Regions from separate parts of the Mus musculus genome. Here all the other regions are linked to region 4. A link is a contact called in public ChIA-PET data. All regions are on one chromosome and are shown on one strand. The core of a region is the stretch at or near the end of the contact, and the rest is flanking DNA. Distances in the headings are between cores, read along the strand shown. Region 1 holds the start of Ccdc97 (coiled-coil domain containing 97). Region 2 holds the start of Dmac2 (distal membrane arm assembly complex 2). Region 3 overlaps Bckdha (branched chain ketoacid dehydrogenase E1, alpha polypeptide). Region 4 holds the start of Cic (capicua transcriptional repressor).

What was found. ChIA-PET counts read pairs in DNA pulled down with a chosen protein or histone mark.
Region 1: a contact with region 4 is called in an RNA polymerase II ChIA-PET map of memory CD8 T cells, with 14 read pairs. The contact joins the promoter of Ccdc97 here to the promoter of Cic in region 4. A contact is called at or near these places in 4 of 39 promoter capture datasets (the C10 cell line, cranial neural crest, liver and 1 more), 2 of 115 datasets of contacts at active chromatin or transcription factors (memory CD8 T cells and pancreatic cancer cells) and 3 of 9 other capture datasets (adipose tissue, liver and pancreatic islet).
Region 2: a contact with region 4 is called in an RNA polymerase II ChIA-PET map of memory CD8 T cells, with 44 read pairs. The contact joins the promoter of Dmac2 here to the promoter of Cic in region 4. A contact is called at or near these places in 5 of 39 promoter capture datasets (the C10 cell line, cranial neural crest, hippocampal neurons and 1 more), 7 of 115 datasets of contacts at active chromatin or transcription factors (bone marrow-derived macrophages, embryonic limb bud, embryonic stem cells and 3 more) and 3 of 9 other capture datasets (adipose tissue, liver and pancreatic islet).
Region 3: an RNA polymerase II ChIA-PET map of memory CD8 T cells shows a contact between it and region 4, with 5 read pairs. The contact joins the enhancer-like site here to the promoter of Cic in region 4. A contact is called at or near these places in 5 of 39 promoter capture datasets (the C10 cell line, cranial neural crest, hematopoietic stem and progenitor cells and 2 more), 6 of 115 datasets of contacts at active chromatin or transcription factors (bone marrow-derived macrophages, embryonic limb bud, embryonic stem cells and 2 more) and 3 of 9 other capture datasets (adipose tissue, liver and pancreatic islet).

Annotation. Positions count from the first base shown.
Region 1 is chr7:25,716,684-25,721,317 of GRCm38.p6, forward strand. It overlaps Ccdc97 (coiled-coil domain containing 97), which reads right to left and starts at 2,352. Exons shown (of 5, transcript NM_028771.3): 1 at 2,235-2,352. The coding sequence starts at 2,283. It overlaps Hnrnpul1 (heterogeneous nuclear ribonucleoprotein U-like 1), which reads right to left. Exons shown (of 15, transcript NM_144922.3): 15 at 4,478-4,634.
Region 2 is chr7:25,616,462-25,621,343 of GRCm38.p6, forward strand. It overlaps Dmac2 (distal membrane arm assembly complex 2), which reads left to right and starts at 2,953. Exons shown (of 6, transcript NM_001290487.1): 1 at 2,953-2,999; 2 at 4,435-4,631. The coding sequence starts at 2,982. Gm38969 (a long non-coding RNA gene) reads right to left here and starts at 3,200. Exons shown (of 2, transcript XR_881901.3): 1 at 2,974-3,200; 2 at 2,207-2,524.
Region 3 is chr7:25,634,009-25,638,710 of GRCm38.p6, forward strand. It overlaps Bckdha (branched chain ketoacid dehydrogenase E1, alpha polypeptide), which reads right to left. Exons shown (of 9, transcript NM_007533.5): 4 at 4,154-4,262. Among named protein-coding and RNA genes, the nearest start is that of B3gnt8, 8.7 kb to the left of the region's middle. Within about 2 kb of position 2,508, at least 61 of the 459 cell types and tissues checked have an H3K27ac peak or open chromatin away from gene starts, as enhancers often do. A contact at or near this core is called in memory CD8 T cells, pancreatic islet and pre-B cells, where this site is marked.
Region 4 is chr7:25,265,556-25,270,107 of GRCm38.p6, forward strand. Cic (capicua transcriptional repressor) reads left to right here and starts at 2,144. Exons shown (of 21, transcript NM_001302811.1): 1 at 2,144-2,201. Gm45974 (a long non-coding RNA gene) reads right to left here. Exons shown (of 3, transcript XR_001778066.2): 3 at 2,778-2,842.

The DNA of each region.
Region 1 (4,634 bases), core at 1,102-3,601, 450 kb after region 4:
TTCAAGGCCAGCCAGGCCTACACAGTGATATTGAATTTCAAAATAAAAATCTCAAAAAACAAACAACAAAATCCAAAACACCAATGATAACAAAATGATGATGATGATAAATAAAGTATCCAATGAAAAGCCTAAAAAAGACAGAAGCAGCAAATGTTAGGATGGCTCACTTTTAAACTGCAGGGTAGCAGGCTTGCCAGGAAAGTGACATCTTGTAGCTGGAGAGATGGCTCAGCGTTTAAGAGCATAGGCTGCTGCTCTTCCAGAGTCCAGATTCAATTCCCAGCATCCACATGGCAGCTCACAAATTCTAGCACTTGGGAGGCAGAGGCAGGGGAACACCTGTGAGTTCGAGTACTGCCTGGTCTATAAATCAAGTCTAGGACAGTCAGGGCTACACAGAGAAACCCTGTCTCGAGAAACCGAAAAGGAAACAACAACAACAAAAAACCAAACACCCAGTTTCTGGTCTTTGGTATAGCAGTTGGAAGAGCTAAGAAAGAGCAGCCTGAGAAACAGAAGGGAAGCAGTGCATATTGTTTCTCTCATAAGGCAACTGTGCCAGGTGGCTGGCACTGGCTGCTGGAAGCAGTATAGTAAGAAAACAGTCTGGATGCTGGGCAGGTATGTATGTATGCATACACACACACACACACACACACACACACACACACACACACACAAATAGCCCCAGCATTCAGGAGGCTGGGGTAGAATGATTCATGAGTTTTAGACCAGGCTAGACTACATAGTGAGTTCTAGGTCAGCCTAGGCTACAGGGTGAAACCCCACCTCAAATAAATAAATATACAATCAAACAAATGAATGAATAACAATGAGAATGTAACAAAACAACAAAACTCTAATCAAGTAGATTGAATAGCCATGAATGGACGTCCCTGGGGATCCTACCTGACTGGAACAAGTTCAGGGTGGAGAGCACGCTGTAGTAGGTGATGGGTAAGAAAATTATGAGCAGTGTCTTGGCAGTGCTAGGAGGACAGGCCTGCTCTACCACACACAGTTTAGATGGTGCTGGGGATTGAACCCAGGGCCTCAGGCATGCTATGCAAACATCCCACTAATAAGCTACGGCCTTAATCCCTGGCTTTGAACCTTCTAGGCTCCTGACTATAGGCCCATTTCACCACATCTTGCCCCAGATTCTCTTTTATGGCTTCATGGTAGCAAATGTGATTGGCATTTGTAAGGCTTGAGGCCCAGCACCAGAAAGTTTAAAAGATACATACAATTTTGTTACAGAAAATGTTAATATATATACTTTGAAGCAGGGCCTCATAGTACAGGGTTTGACTTTGTAGTCTGGAACTCACTATGTAGTTTAGGATGTCTTCAAACTTAAGGGTAATCTCCTGCCTCAGTCTCCCAAGTGCTGGGGTTACAGATATAAATCACCACAATTGGAGATTATCAAAGATTGAAACACACACTAGAACACACCTCTGCCTCTACATTCATAATCTGCTATTCAGCTTCAGTAACTCCCAGTTCCAAGTTGTCATCGCACATCAGACTACTATGAAACATTAAAGACAGGCGTGGTGGCACAGGGCTGTAAACTCAGTACCTTGGGACCTGGGATTGGAGGACAGCAATTTGGAGGCTGACCTTGGCAATAATAAAAGGCTGTGAACAAAACCCCAAAACAAAACAAAACAAAAGCCCCCGCCCCCGCCCCCCCAAGCCAATACTTGTAGGAAGTCAGTAGCAAAGTAAAAGGCATTGAAGGTGCGAGGGAGAAAGGACCTAAAGGGGCGGAATGAGAACTTTAGGACCTAAAGAGGCAGACGTTGGGGTCAGGAAGGGTTAGAATGCAATGGGGGCTGTTGGTTTGATGTGAGCTTTCATGGGACAAGAGGAGAGCTAGCTTGGGATACGGAGAAACTCAGGTTGGCACAGAAATGATGTTAACTTGAGAAAGGTTGGTCTGAGACTGGAAGAATCTGCAGGAGAGTTGTTATTTGCTTGAAGCGTTGGCATGGTAAAAAAAAAAGTGGGTTAGCCTAGGACATGGAAAGGGGTTCATTTCAAAGAAGAAGGGAAACGTCAACCTGCTACAAGGCCGAATAACCAGACCCACAAGGTGGACCAAGTGTTGAAAGTGCCAGTAAGCGGCGGTCAGACTTCCTAGAGTCCTCAGCGCTTGCCGGAACCATTTCCTGGTCACACCGCAAGAGCACCCTCCGGTCACCTGAGCCTGGCAAACGTCTCACCATTATCCGGCTTCCTCTCCGTCACCTCTGCAGCTGCCACCGCCTCCATAACAGGTCTCTTCAACACAGTAACCGCCACAGCGGGCTCCGGAAGCCAGGCTGGACCCTAGGTACCCGCAGGTACTTCCGGTTACGCAAGCGTCTTTATGCGGCACCCAAGCATCAAAGTTCCGGGTCAAAGGCGGGCCTTCTCTTATGCGCATGCGTAGCCCCGCTGATGGATCTTAAACCTATCAAATGGGAAAGTCAGCGGGGACCGTGTGTCATTTGATCGCTACTCTAACTTGAGGTCCTCGTGTGTTAATATTTGGAGTGGTTGTATTGGCCCTATCGCATAGACCCTCGAGTCCTCTTAAAAATACTTATGCGGTCAGAAGACAACTTATGGGAGTGTGGATAAAATTCAGTCAAGGTTGGCAGCAAGCATCTTTAACCGCCGAACCATCTCATCCAACTTTGTGCTCTCTGTAGATTTGACTTCCTTCTATCATCACATCCAGCCTGTAGGGCTGGCATGAGATTAAATTGGGGGGAGAACCTTTGTGTTTCCAAACAAGAAGGAAACCTGCAGATATGAGGAATTCGCTGTGTAAAAGGGAAGGACCTGCTCACCACAGGCAGGGTCAGAGACTTTCTGGCAGGGATAAAGCCCCCAGATGAGACCTGAAAGGCATGGGCAGGAGTTAGGAAGTACTTCAGGCAGTTTTGCTGACAAAGGTACTTCTGGGTGCTGTTAACTGTTTACTATGCAGAGCATACAGCACTCAGGAGACAGAGGCAGGGATATCACTGAGGGTTTGACGAAATCTTGTCTTGAATAAGGCCGGCCAGGGTTACATGGCAAGTTTTTCTCAAGAAAGCAAAAAATAAAAGATTATTGGAAGCTGGGCAGTGGTGGTGCACACCTTTAATCCTAGCACTTGGGAGGCAGAGACAGGCAGATTTCTGAGTTCGAGGCCAGCCAGGTCTACAGAGCGAGTTCCAGGGCAGCCAGAGAACCCAGACTCAAAAAAAAAAATGGAGGCCACGTGTCAGTGTCAGATCATAAAGGGCTTCGTAGCCCTATGAGGTGTTTGGAACCCATAAGGTTTGGGGTAGGGAACCAAGGAAAGGAACTGGAGATCACAACGAGGAAGGTGGTGCATTAATCTTGAAACAGGTTTGGAAGAGTTAGAACTTGGTAAGCATTCCCGACATTTGGGGAATGGCCTGGTAAAAACCCAGCTGCATCACCAGGAATGGCCAGCAGAGGGCGATGCTGCCCAACACACATATGCCAAGAGCAGCATTTCCCAGGCTAGGGACAAGGACCCCTCCTTACCTTCTCCTAGAGCAACTTGACAAGTGTCTCTCCTCCCCTTCCCCCCTCCCCCAGACAGGGATTCTCTGTATAGCCCTGGCTGTCCTGGAACTCAGAAATCCACCTGCCTCTGCCTCCCAAGTGCTGGGATTAAAGGAGCGTGCCACCACAGCCCAGTGACAAGTATCTTTTAGGCACCGACATGGTCCCCCCTCAGCCTTGCATCTACTCCCTCCTGGTGTCTAGCCATGTTGCACCTAGGTCCTGGGGCACTGTAAGTGGTATGCATACCTTTGGATACAGGCTCTTGTCACAACCCCCAGCTTCTTTTGATAGGTTGTGGCTCTTCAAAGGCTCCCTAGTTTCTACAAGGGAGCTGGGCGAGCTGCCCACACACTGCATCAGATGTGAAAAACACAGCTTGCACAGGAGAAATGAAGCTAGAAAGGACAGTGGGCTAGAGTCCCACCCCACAGCTCACCCTGCATTTTCCTCTTTTCCAGAAAGCCCTGCCTATTACTTCAGGGTCTCTCTAAATGCTTGGCGCTGTAACTGGTTACAAATTTGTATTCCCTAGAGGAGGAACTCCAAGAAGAGGGGCTAGGGTCATTTCTGCAGTGCTCACATCCCTAGAACTGTTCAGGATGATAGGTAGGGAAGAGTAGGCAGCCAACACCTGCACAGGTGGCGGTACAGGGCCACCCTGAGAGCAGCATCCAGGCTGGACCTTAGGGTAGGTTGGGCAACACACCCGGAGAGGGGCCTGCGCCAGCATAGTCTCATTCTTACAGCTCTCACCTGTCTGTCCCTGCACAAGGAGCATCTGGGTTATGTGAAGTACAGACCCACTTTGTTTAAATAAATGATCGAGGCATTTCCCCTTCAAAGGTTCCCATCCCAATTAAAGGCCAACTGCAGTAACACTTCAGGGTTTCAACCCTGCTTCCTTCCTGATAAGAGGTGCCATGTCATTTATTGAAAGAAAACAAAACAAAACAGGGTAAAACATCTTGTAATAAGTGCGGTTTGCTAAGGTCCGGTTAGAACATTCGGGAAGTGAGAGTAATCAAAAGGACCACTGTAAAACATTGCAGGTCTGG
Region 2 (4,882 bases), core at 1,703-4,202, 350 kb after region 4:
TAGAGCAGTCAGGACTGGGAGGTGCTTGGGTCTTGCTAGGTTATGCCAGTGGCTCAGGGTCCGGGCTTAGACCTCAGCTGCTCACCCTCCTGAGCCCAGACTCCAATTCTGCAAGGCTCATATCTTGACATCTGTGTGGTAAGCACAGAACTCCCACTTTGGACCCACCCCACTAAACCCATTTTCCGTTGATGTGGAAACAAGTCACCATAAGCTGGGCATCTTATAGCAATGCAAGGGGTGCATCAAAGGTTAAAGGTGCTTGCTACCAAGACTAATAATCTGAGTTCAAGCCCCAGGACCCACAGGATGAAAGGAGAAAACTTACTCTTACAAGTTGTCCTCTGACCTACACACACACACACACACACACACACACACACACACACTTCAATCACACTTCCGTCCCTAGCACTGCAAGGAGAGAAGATAATTCTCTTGCTACTCTGAGGCATAAAGTAGGTACACTGGGCGTGGCTGCTTCTGGAAACTCTAGGAAAGAATCCACGCTCTCCTCTCCTGAGCTTCTGGAAACTTCCTGCTTTCCTGTGTCACTCCAAACTTTTGAGTCCGGCATCCTGACTCCTGCTGACTCCACTGGCCATCCTTCTGATGAGACCCACCTGATTCATTACCCGGTCACCTATGATAACACCCCATCTCAAGGTCCTTAAACTGGCCAGCTGGTGTTGTCACACGCCTTTAATCCCAGCACTGGGGAGGCAGAGAGGCAGGTGGATCTCGGAGTTCGAGACCAGCCTCGTCTATGGAATGAATTCCAGAATAGCCAGAGCTACACAGAAATACCCTGTCTTGAACCCTTCCTGCAAAAAAAAAAAAAAAAAAAAAAAAAAAAAAAAAAGGAGCCTTAAGCTTGGCCTTGAGGTACACATCTATGATCCCAGCTCTGAACTATAAAGCAATATAGGAAAGGGGGTGGGGCTCAGAGCGGAGGGGAGGAGAAGGTAAAGGCTTCTTAAAGTAATAGAATGTGGTGGTTTGAAGGAAAATGTCCCCCATAGGCTCAGACAGTTGGGTGGTCGGTGGTGGACTGGGGAGGTTTAGGGGGACCCTCAGTGGAGGAAGGACCTCGTTGGAGGTGAGCTTTGGGAGTTTAAGGCCCAGTCATTTCAGTTTGCTTTCTCTGCCTCTGGCTTCAGCTGAAGATGGAAGCTCTCTGCTTCTTGTTCCTGACACCATCCCTGCTGTTTGCTACGATTTGTGCCCACTATGATGGCCGCTTAGCCCTCTGGAACTGCAAGCCAAAACAACCTCCCTTCTGTAGGTTGCCTTGAGTCACAGCATTTTATCACAGCAACAGGAAAGTAACAGCTACATACAGACTCTAAGGATTACAGCCCAAGGACATCTGTGGTTGGGGGCTGTTCGGTCTCGACACACCCACCGCTCCCTGCTTCTCCATTTCCATGAGTGGCCCCTTTTGGTTTCTCAGGCTTTTGTCTGTAGCAGCCCTCACCTCGGCCACCCACCCCTCATTCATTCACCTCTACTATGCAGTAGTCGCTTTGCTGGTCTCAAGGCCACCTCTGTCCTCTCAGAATCATCCTTCATGTAACATGTTACATTTGCAACAAGTCAATCAGACTCTGAAAGTCCTCTCTCCCTCTGTGACTAGAATGAACCCCTGCTGGGCAGCCAGGCAGCCAGCACTACTGCCCAACTCTGGTCAAGTCTCCACCTCTCTGCAAGCTGACAAAGACCTCAGGCTTTTTGTACAGGCTGTTACCTCTGCCTGAACACCTTTATCCAAGCCTTGGGGTAGGTGACTCTCCTGTCACTCATTGCAGTTAAATGCACCTGCTCTACAGACCTTCACTGCTGCCCTATACCCCGCCACACCCTAATATATTGCCCGTTTTTACCTACTTTTTTTTATCAAACACTAGTTTTAATTTTGTGTTCATTTCTTACCTATTGTCTTTCTACCTAGAATGATGACTACCTAAGAAAAGGGCTGTTAGTGCGACCCCAGCACCCACTGCGAGTGCTCAGCAAACATGAATGAATGAATGAATGAAGAGAATCCACCAAGAGTTCACACTGAGGGCTGTGGATGTGGCTCAGTTGGTAAAGAGCTAGCCTAGCATGAAGGAGGTCTGAGGTTTAGTCCCCAGCACCTCATAAACTTCTGTCCACAGCACAAGTGTGCCTGCACTCATATACATAAAACACATACACACATTAATGATAAATATACGCTTTTAATTGAAAAAAGTTCATGGCAAATATACCATACATGAGAGACTTTATGTAAAAGTAATAACTCTCTTAATAAGTATAGATGTGAACTCCAAACTAAAGATAGTCTCTTATACTCAAGTCTAATCTGCCTCTACCTCATCGCTGAGGAGAGACGTCTCAGTGGCAGTTAAGAGCACTGACTACTCCTTCAGAAGATCTGGGTTCAATTCTCAGCACACACACACGGGGGCTGCCAACTCCAATTCCAGGGATCCAGCGTCCTCGTCTGGTCTCCAAGGCATTGAACACACGTGGTGTAGAGCTACATGCACACACAGAGAAAATAAAATTTAAAAACCTAATAATAGGGTAGCAAAGTAGCTCCGTGGGTAAAGGTGCTTGCTGTGCAAGCCAGTGGATCTCAGTTCGCTTCCTGGACCCAGACTCGGCTCATCTCTACACCTGCGCCGCGGAATGTCACGCGTGTATACGCACAATAACAATAAATAAAAAATCATAATCAGTCGTACTGATTCTGCTGTAGAGATATCGGGTGTAAACTGAAAAACCAATGAACGCAAGAGAATTGCGACCGCACTCGGGGGTGGGGTGGAGTGGGAGGAGTAGATCCTTTACAGGAAAGACCGTCTCCTCCGCACGCGCGCCTTTAAAAGGCGGGCTAAAACAGAAGGGGGCGTGGCCACACGCGTGGCCCTTGGTGTCTGAACCACGTGTTAGGAGGGAACGTCCTGCCTCTTCTGTTTACGTTACCTGGCAAGATGGCGGCGCCCAGAGCGGTAGGTGACCGCAGCGTCCGCGTCCCGGAACTATGGTTCACTTTGTAGCTCGGTTCTCGAGACCTCTCTCAGCCTCCTGGGAAACAAAAGTCTGCGGAAACAGAGCGTCTCCTGCCGGACCTCGCTCGGGAGACGCCGTCTGGGGCTGCCGAGGGCCACAGAGAGTCTCGAGTCGCTTGATAGAGAAACCAATGGGATGAGGGTGGCTTAGCCAATCAGCGGAGTAGGACAGCTCTTCCTGGGGGGAAAGGACGGGATAAGGGTTTGGAGGTGATGTAGAACTAATGATGCTTTTGCGCGAAATTCCTGGGGGGAATTTAAGGATCTTGTAATCCCAGTATTTGGGAGGTGGAGGCAGCAGGATCAGGAGTTCAAGGTTATCCTTTTGTGTATCAAGTTGGAGGGCAGGCAGGGCAACGTAAAATCCTGCCTGTAAATAAATAACTAAACCTTAATAGGAAACAAACAAAAATCAAAGAACAGGGTGTGCAGGCGGGAGCCAGGAAGTTAATTTGGAGGTCCGAGGAAGAACCTGAGGGGGATTCCTAGAGCTTCGTTAACCTGGAGAATGTATTTAGTAGTAGAGTATTTTGTTGGTACTCATTGCCGTGGGTTCCATTTCCAGCGCTACCTGTAAAGGTGAAGGTTACGTGGACAGGATGGCAAAGAAATCAGCCATTTGGCAAAATCCTAGGGAGAACTGGGTAAAATTTGGGCTGGGGAAATGGTTCATTATTGAAGCACATGTGCTTGAGGCATGAAGGCCAGAGTTGGTAGAAGCGGGGCATGTCTGCTCACCTGGAATCCCAGCACTCTGGAGGTAAAGACAGTTGATTCCTCAAGCAAACCCACTGGCTGGGCTACCTGAGTTGGGGTGCTGCAGGTACAAGTGAGAGACCCTGCCTTGATCTATAAAGCCAGGGGCAATTGAGGAAGACAGCTGGCCTCCATACATGGGCACATTCGTGCAAGGACACCTACACATTTGAATGCACACTATGCACGTACGTATTCCACCACCACCACCCCAACCCCCAGGAGTGAACTGGTGAGAAATGAAAGTATAATGGTAGTTTGGGAAAAAAAAATAAGGACTTGGTGGGAAATTAGAAGAACCTGAGAAAACCAAGACTGGCTGCATTCAAGAATGAATTTATGGTTGGTTAAATGGAAGACTTTGGAGAAATGTTTTGAATCCCAAAGGTTAAGGATTGAGGACGTGGACATGCTGGGGACTGACCACGGTGCCTTATGAATATTAAACAGAGACTCTAGTCCTGAGCTACACCCCCATATTAGGGCGGGAGTGGTATCAGAAGGATTTAAAAGACTCAGGAAGCACAGGCTGAGATTCAAGGTAGGCCATGCTGTAAGAGTTAGGGGTGGAACCCAGCTCCACGTTCAACCTCAGTCCTTTCCCTCTCCCCTTCTCCAGGTCCTGCACCTGGGCGCCCGAGAATGGAATGGCAGAGCCAGGCGCATCCATGGCATGAGTGAGTTGGTGACCCCGGACAGCAGTCGGGAGAAGAAAAGAACGCTGTTGCAGTTCCTCTCAGATCATTTCCAGGACATCCAGACTCTGAGAGAGTACTTGCTCCAGAAACAGATCTCAAAAGTCAACAGGGAGAATCGGTGAGACCCTGCTGGCCAGACCTCCCAGCCAGAGCCCCAGTTCCGCCGGGCTGTGGCTTCCACTGCCAGCATGACAAGCTCACGCCTTCATCGCTGGCCCATCCCTCCTCTAAGACTCATTATATAGGCACTTCCACCACCAGCTGTGCTTGGGGGTCAAGCTGGCCTCTCAGACACACTCAGCTACAACTCAGATCTCTCATGTCTCCCATTTAAAAGAAACCTTACTCTCAAGCTGTCCCCATCCACAG
Region 3 (4,702 bases), core at 1,258-3,757, 370 kb after region 4:
AGTCACGCCCACCCCTCATCCCCACCTCCAATCTTTTGGGAACACCCTCTGTTCTCCTCCAGACTTCATGTTGTTTTCTTTTTCTTCATTTTTTAATTAATAACTCACTGGCCTTTAATCCCAGCACCTGGGAGTCAGAGACAGATCTCAGAGAGTTTAAGGCCAGCCTGGTCTGCACTGTGAGCCACTAAGCCCCTATGTGGCTGCCCCTGTGCTCACAGATACAGGGAGCCATCCAATGGCCCAAGGGCCACAACACTGAGGGAATGTGGCTCTCCTTCCCTTGGGGCTGTCAACACCCTCCTTTCCCTTCTTTTTTTTATAGTGCTAGATATGGAACCAAGGGCCTCAGGCAGGCATGCCAGCAAATATTCTACCACTGATACAGCTCCAGCCCAAGGCTTTCTTCCCAATGAGAAACTGTGAGATTTGTGTCTTGAACTAATCCACCTCCACCAGTACCAACAGCAAAGTCCATATCTATTCACAGAAATAAAACCTTTTCTTCAAATAAAAGCCCTGGGGGAGGCCTCTAGGACAGGCCTGAGACCTGTGCCAGAGGGAAGGAGGCCCCAAGGAGTCTATGAGGGTGACTCTAGCTGCGTCTCATAGCAGTAGAGGATATGGATGCTGAAGTGGACTCTCAGTGGAGGGATAAGGGCACAAACCCACCCACAAAACCTGACCCAAAATGTGCCATGCCTGCAAGATGTTCAGGGACAAAGATGGAGCAGAGACAGAGGATATGGCCAACCAATGACTGCCCCAAATTGAGATGCATCCCTTGGGCAAGAACCAATCCCTGAAATTATTAATGGTGCTCTGCTATGTTTTCAGACAGGAGCATAGTCTGGCTGTCATCTGAAAGGCTCTACCTAGCAGCAGACTGAAACAGATGAAGACGCCCACAGCCAAACATTAGACGGAGCTCAGGGAGTCTTGTGGAAGAGCTGGGGGAACGCCTGAGGGATCCGAAGAGGACAGGGACTCCACAGGAAGACCAACAGAGACAACTAATCTGGACACATGTTGCAGATGTGCAGCTTGGTCTTCTTGCAGGGACCCAAACAACTGGAGTCGGGGCTGACCCTGAATCTGTTGCCTGTCTGTGGATCCTGTTCCCCTTGTCTGGCCGCAGTGGGAGAGGATGTGGGATGATACCCTGGAGTGACCTCCCCCTTTTCAGAGATGAAGGGGAGGGGGAGAAGATTGTGAGGGGGGAAATGGGAGGAGAGGGGGAGCCTGATATTGGGATATAAAATGAATGAATGAATGAATGAATGGAGGAAAAAGCCCTGCTGGATGGATGTTAGATCACCACCAAAGGCGAATTGCATCTATGTGCAAGTCAGAGGACTGGATGGGTCTGTGGTTGTTTCAAGGCACGCTGGGCCTCTCTTAACATCACTGAAAGGGGTCACAATGCACAGCCTTGGGAGAACACTGTGGGTCATGATGTCCTATAGTCCCGCAGAGCCTGACTCGCAAAGAAGCATTTTATGGCCCCTGTGGTCTCCCAGAGTATGAGCTCACTCTGAAGCAGCTGTCTGGCACTGGCCGTTCCCAACCTTTTACTGCAGAGTTGTTCTTCATATGAAAAGTTAATGAGTCTGGGGTGGCTCACCTCCTTGGGAGGCAGCCAGATAGATCTCTGTGAGTTCAAGGCCAGCCTGGTCTACAAAGGTAGTTCCAGACCAGCCATGGCTACACAGTGAGACCACGTCTCAAAACAATAACAACAAAAAAACAAAAACAAGGCAATGGAGTTACATAATTGTTTCTTTCTTTTTCTTTCTTTCTTTCTTTCTTTCTTTCTTTCTTTCTTTCTTTCTTCTTCTTTTTTTTTTTTTTTTGGTTTTTGGTGTTTGTTTTTTTCCAGACAGGGTTTCTTTGTGTCGCCCTGGCTGTCCTGGAACTCACTCTGTACACCAGGCTGGCCTCGAATTCAGAGGTCCGCCTGCTTCTGCCTCCTGAGTGCTGGGATTAAAGGCCTGCGCCACCACTGCCCTGCTTACATGATTGTTTCTTAAGGCAGGTCCCACTTGGTAGCCCTGGCTGTCCTGGAACTCACTATGTAGATCAGGCTGCCTCTACCTCCCAACTGCTGGGATTAAAGGTGTACACCACCACACCCAGCAAGCCTGGATTTTCTATGAATGTAGGCAAGGCTGGCCTTGAATTTGTGGCAATCCTCCTGCCTCTGCTTCCGCACATGCCACCAAGCCTTGGCCTTCACAGTCATCTGTCAGATGTCTTTGGATGGGCACAAAAAAATTCCAAAAGCCCTTGCTATGCTGCATAAGACAATGCTGGAGGAGGAACTCTGGCAGAGGAGGGGTGCGCTTGCCTTGAGACTTCCCACAAACTCAAAAGGCCCAGGCACTGGGGCTTCTACATGACAGTCACCACAAAGGGGCAGGAAGAAGGTGCTCACACACAGTCCCAGGCTGGGGTGGGGCTCCTTGGTAAAGTGCCTGCCTGGTATGTGTGAGGCCCTGGGCTCCATCTCCACCACCACCAAACATAAACAAATCTGACAGCCCAGCCGTGGCTATGCACAGCACCCAGGCAGATCTAACCTGCACCAGGAAGCTGCCAGTCTCACGGGAATCAGTGCTTTGCCTCAGCACCTGCTGCTGCTTCACAGCCGTGAACAAACACCACTCCCTGTCACCACCACAGCTGGGAGGGCAGCCAGAGTGACAGAGGGGGCTGATACTGGTCAGACTCCAGGGAAGAGGAGCCCTGCTCCCTGGGAGGCAGATGGCCTGGACCGCAGGACCTCATTCTCCCTGCTGATTGCCTGGCTCTCACAGTTGACAAGGACAACTGCCTCACGAGAAGGCTGGGAAAGGGACCTCCACACGCCACCCACACCAGGCCAGCCCTGGCTCCAAAGTGCCCACACTCTGCAGCAAGAAAGAGGACAAGACAGAGTCCTCTGCTGCAGTTGGAGACTTGGCCTTCCAGAAACCAGTAGGGGCCACCTGCTGCTATGAAGACCTCTCCTCTCGTCACGTCACAGTGGCTTGTTTTATGACACCCTCTTGCCATGTAGCCCAGGCTAGTCTCAGACTTGCAGTCTTCCTGCCTCCGCTCCCTGAGAACTGGGGTTACAAGCATATGCTATTGTGCCAGGCCTCTCCACCTCCCAGTGTGAAGTAGGAGATGGGTCCTCCCCTGTCCTGTCACCTCCACACAGGCGAGAGCTGATGGGACCCCAGTGCCATGGAAACCTGGCTTTCCTTGCTGGTAATGCCAAGTGTCACCGTCACAGACTGTATGTCCCAACCCAGTCCAAGACAGGTCAGGGCTGGTCTGGCTCTAGACTGGATGCCCAGCTTATCCAAGGCGGCCTCTGGACAGTCATCCTGGCCACCCCACTTCTGAAAAGAGGTTCCTGGGAAAGGCTCTGATGACAAGGGCCTCTAACTCCAAGTGTTCATCCCTGTGCTGGCTTTATGCCAGCTGCCCGTGACCTTTCAGCAGCCAGTAGGGCTACAGCATGACCAAGCAACTTGCTTAAGATGTGGCGGGCCTAATAAGGCTCAGGATTTGCCGGGCTGATACTACCAGGGGCGCCTTCCTTTCTGGACCCCAAACAAACACATCCCTTGGCTCAGTAGGCCTCTCTCCTGGCCCTCACTGATTGGCTCTAGTCAGGGGCGATGCTGCCACACCCTGTCCCCAGCTGGAAAAGAGCTTTTCGCCTTACTCTCTGCTCCCGGCTTTCCTCTGTATCCATCTCCCTTGCCAAAAGAAGAAAGAAAAAAAAAAGAGATCCACACTGAGCTCAACACAGCTTCTGCTTCCTGGGGAACACAGCACCCTGGGAGAGTCCAGAAGTGCCCTGCCCTGGGTAGACAGGTGTCCACAGAGAAAGCCATGCCTTCCGCCAGGCCTGGCCCCAGGTCCTACTACCAGCAGCTCACTTCAGGCGCCTCCTCATTGCCACCTTGGAGCTGAGCAGACAGCGTCTCAGAGAGGGCTGAGGTGCCACCTCACACTGCGTGGTGGCTCTGGGAGAGGCCTGCCTCGTCACAGCCTCACCTGCCCGCTTTCCATGCTGGTTCTTGGGCACCCCCAGAGGCCTTCACAGCACCATGCTGTGGAGCTCAATGGAGACCCCAGAGAAAACTACCAACAGACATACCTGCCTCCCGGTACTGGCCAAACACCAGGTCTGTGCGCTCCAAGGCAGCGGCACTGCCCACATGTGTCCCCTCCTCGCCATAGTTGGTCATGTAGAAGGAGATCCGGCCCTACGGGTGAAGGGGCCAGAGGCCTAGGCTTGTTAAGGCAATCCTTGACAGAGAACCCTGCCTTACTTCTCCATTTGATTTTTAGAGACAGGGCCTCTCTGTAGCCCCAGATATCATGAACTCACAAAGTAGACCCACCTGGCCTCAGATTCCCAGAGCCTGCCTCTGCTAGAGCCTGGGTGCTAGAGTTAAAGGGGGGTGCCGCCGCACCAGCTCCTGCCTGTCTTGTAATGATCAGTCACCACTGTGGCCATCACTGTGTGGGCGGGGCTGGGATCAAGGAGCTCCTGCCTCCAAAGGGAAGTGGACAGTGAGAGCTGAGGGTCAAGAGCCTGAAGTGTCCCGGGCACAGCCAGGTGTGGAGATAACCGGCTGCACTGGGCAAAGGCAGGGTGGGTAGAAGGCCTAGACAGAAGGACAAGGAAAGACACGAGGCCAAA
Region 4 (4,552 bases), core at 894-3,393:
GCTTTCCCTTAATATTGCTTTATTACAAGTGCTCCTAAGAATTGATATTTTGACATATAGCTAAGTTAGATTCTAGGCAGTCCTTGATCTGACCTTGGGCATGGATAGCTAAGTCACTGCCCTACACAGAAATTTACCATTATCTTTTTTTTTTTTTTTTTTTTTTTTTGGCTTTTGGCTTTTGGTTTTTGGTTTTTGAGACAGGGTTTCTCTGTGTAGCCTCGGCTGTCCTGGAACTCACTCTGTAGACCAGGCTGGCCTTGAACTCAGAAATTTGCCTGCCTCTGCCTCCCAAGTGCTGGGATTAAAGGCGTGTGCCACCGCTGCCTGGAAATTGACCATTATCTAGGAAGATAACGAGGAACCAGAAGTAGATACTTAGAACCTAAAGTGACCTAAAGAGGAACCAGAGTAGATACTTAGAACTATAGATAGCTGAGTTACACCCAAACGCAAGTATTTACAATGGCCTAGGGGGAAGGTGGACTATACAATAGACTAGAGTAGGAACTATGGCAAGGGCACAAGCCCCTGGCTTCTAAGATTAAGTGGACCTTAGGTGGAGCTGTTTCTGATCCCAGTTGTTAACAGAATTTTATCTCAGTTGGTTCCTGCCAGTTCTTCCGTGTTTGCATTCCTCTGTTTTGTGTAAGAATCCAGTAACCTCTTTGTACCTTGCTGGTGTCACCCATCTTCCCTATTTTCTTCTGTATAAAAAGTTTGATGCTCAATTTGACAAATTACATTCAGATCCACACTCCCTTGTGTTGAGTCTGTCCATCCATTCCCGCTGACTCCTTGCCCACCTGAGACTAGAGACCCGTTCCATGCAGACAAGGGATCAATAGGGTCTGCGGCACGGTGGGAACTTCCTGTAGATATCGAGAAGTTGCCTCACTGTAAGTGCCATAGATAATGGGTGCTTTTTGCATGTCCTATGTGAAGCAGCCATATATCCCAGAACATTCTCTTACAGAGCATAGTGCAAGCATAAGGAAAGCAGAATAACTAAAAGCAGCTCAATGAGAAAGGGGTTTATCTCAACTTATATTTCATCAAGCCCATCTGAAGGGGCGTCAGGGCAGGAACTCTGGGCAAGAATTCAATGGGGAAGCCATGCAAGAACCCTTCATAATGGCTTGCTCTCCATGGTTTGTTTCGCCTGCTTCCCAGGACCACTTTCTCAGGGGTTGCACCCACCCACAATGGGTTGGACCCTCCTACACCAACCACTAATTAAGATAGTACTGCACTGACTTGCCTACAGGGCAATCTTTTGGAGACAATTGGGGTTCACTCTATGTCAGGATTTGGTACTTGTGTCAACTTAAAAACTAACCAGCACCAACAGTAAGATGTGCTACAATAGACCAGATGTGTGTGTGTGTGTGTGTTTCACTATTACAGTCTTGAGTATCCATCATATGCAAGAGAAACCTTCATTAGAGGAGGAGTACACCATTCTCCATTATCCTTTGATCCAAGGGAAACCTGATGGGAAGACTGAAGCTAGGGATAGTCACACCTGGTGTAAACTCGGCACCGGGGCAACAGCTGTCTATGCCTCAGAGGGTATGTGGCACATGCTCTTCTCCTCACCTCCGGTGTGACACCCACCCCAAGATTTTTACACATCTTTCCTCAGGTGTGAAAAGCCATAGGGCTATTCGCCTTCGGAATGAAGTGTGAAACCCCAGGAAGTGACGCAAAAGAAAAGTTTGGAGATTGGAGGGTGCGATCAGAAAAGTGCGCCGTCCTAAAATCAAAAAGTCTTGGAGTTGACATCACGGCCACAGGCCACGCGGGTTGCCAGTACTGCAGAGCGCGCTACCCTACAACCGCAGGTCCTCTCTCCTTCTGGTGGCAACAGGGCTTTCCGCGGGGCCGCGCCAGACTTTTTGAGACTGTTGATTGGCCGTAGTCCGGCCACCCGACAGCCAATCATGCAGAGGAAAGGTGACATCACTAGTTCTCCTCCCATCCCCCTACCCCAAACTTCTCTACTCTGGTTTACCAGCACCAACAACCACGTGGGGGAGGGGTAAGAGAGTAGAACCGGTGAGGTCATTGCACCGCCCCTGCCGTTGCTGATTGGCTGCGGGGCTCGCGGGTGTCGGTTGGCTGCTCTTTGCACCTCCCCCTCGTGCCGCTACAGCCGCCTCAGCGAGGAGCCACTGGCGACGCCAGAGCCAGCAATCCGGGTGAGTCGGGGCCCTGGGTCTAAGATGTTCCCAGTGTCCAGCGAGACTCAGGAGGAGCTGCCCTTTCCGACTTTTTCTCTTCGCCCGGGTTCTTTGGAGCTCCATGCACTCTGTCACATGGGAGTTGTAGTCTGACTTATGCTTCTGACTACGGGCCGGATACAGAAGAAGACTACTATTCCCAGCAGGCATTGCGTTCAGCTGGTCAACAAACCCTCGGGCCACGCCTCTCGAGCTTGTTTATTGGAGGGCATATCCTTTAGTCCCGCCTCCCTTCATTTTATTGGTTACTGTCCCTCGCAGGGGGTGGTTTCTTGCTTAAGATGGATGGTGATTGGGTACTGTAATTGTCATTCGGCATATAAATAGTCTGTTAATTGGTTAAAGGAGGTGTCCATTACTTGTTGTAAGGTAGAGTTCTAGGCAGATCAGGCAGTCGTAGGCTTAGGTTGGTGTCGGTCCCGGAGGGAGGCCGGTCTTGGAATTTGACCCCGCCCCTTGGCGCTGCCGGAAGAGCGCAATTGGTGGTAGCAAGTGTCGCTTGCGGATGATAGGCGGAGCCGACTAGACAGCGAATATCTATTGGTCTAGGTTGGCGCCGGTCACCGGGGTTGTGGCCGTTTATTGGCTGGTTGCTCCAGCTGTTGCAGGTCCATTCACCATTTTGTGTGTTGGAGTAAAAAAAAAAGGGAGAATCGAGAGGGAGAGCCGGAGGGGGGGCGGGGAGGGACCGGACCGGACTGAGCCGGGGCCACGGCCCCCCGCCCCGAAACCCCGCGGAGCCCGAGGTGAAGGGCGGGGCTAGGGCTGACACTGCGTGGGGGTGGAGGGGAGCTGGAGGCCGAGAGGGGACAGGTGGCAGGGACGGGAAAGGGGTACAGGGCAAAAGAGGTGGGCGGAATGGTGTGGGAAGGGGTGACAGAGTGGAAGAAGTGGTAGGAAGTGGGGAGTGACAGAAAAGGAGCAACTAGGGGAGAGTACTGATAACAGGAATGGAGGGGTAACAGGATTAGATCAGGGTGACAGGGAGAGGAAGGGGACCGAGTTGGAGGGGGTGATAAAGAGAGGCGATGGGCAGAGGTGTCAGATTTGGAGGTCTAGAGATGGCCGACAGAAGAGTGAATAGGAGGAATAGGTGATATAAATAAATGGGGGTGACCAGCGGGGGGGGGTAACAGGAGGGGGCCTAGTATCTGAGAAAATAAGGTAGAGGTGGTGACAAGATGGGAGAGAGTGGCAAGCGAAGATGGTGTCAGGAGGGTGGATGGAAATAGAGAGGATGAGACCCTAAAGGGCATGGGGTGGCCTCAGCTTCAGGAGTTTCACGTTCTGAAAGGGAGGTGAGGGCCCGCGGGACCCTGGGTAGTAGTTAGCTATGGTGCACAGGAAGAAGGTAGGCCCCAAGAAAGAGAGGTCTGGCTCTGGGGTAAAGAGACCAGTCCAGGTAACAGGGGTAAGGGATGTTGGCTGGTGTGCTTGTAGGCCCTGGGTGGGGTGTAAAGGTTTATGTTTGGACAGTGTTTGTACCAGATCTCAGGCTCCTGAATGGTGCCCTAGCAGGTCAGTGGGGAGATGGCAGTGGAGTCGGCTTAACTCACAGCACCTTGGTGCTGATCCCAGGCCCTTCAGAGTCTGCCAGTGAGAACCCCAGAATTGTCCCACAGAAGGAGAAGGCCTCAAGTCGGAGAGCATGAGATCTGGGATCGCAGTCAGCCTGAAGACTGTCAGAGGGGTCTCTGATTGTGTTTGGCGGAATCTAGGACAGCTAATGTTTGGCTTCTCAAGTTTTCCAAGTCACTCTGGAGTAAAGTTTTAGGGGTTTTGTTTTGCCCTTTTTTTTTTTTTTTTCTTCTTTTCTCAGGGCAGCTTGAAAGGGGGCGGGCAGAGTGACTGTTCAGGAAGTGGGTGAGGTTGGCTTGTTGGGCTTGTCCTGCTGTCTTTGACCTCATCCTCCTTACCCCCACCTGGAGCTGTCTGGGCATATTTGGGTCCCTGAGGGTGCTGGCCATTTCAGACACCCTGCCCAGCCTGCTCAGTCTGGGTGAGGATACGTGCAGGCCAGAAGTGAGGGCTGGGCTTGCAGGCATTGCTCTGGGTGCTGTTGGGGAAAGGGGAAGACTCCCTCCTGTGTAGTGGGACAGAGAAACCCTGGGGTGTGCAGTTCTGTGTCCCACTGTGTGATGACGTGTGCTGCATTTGTGCGCGTGCGTGTGCTCATGTACAGTCCTGTGGCAGTGCTGGTGTGAGCTCTTGCCCCAAACGTGCCCCTGCCTACTCCCTGCCAGGACCTGGGAAGATGGTTGTACCTGGCAGACCTGGGATACTGAGCAGAGTGGGCAAGCATCCCTAGG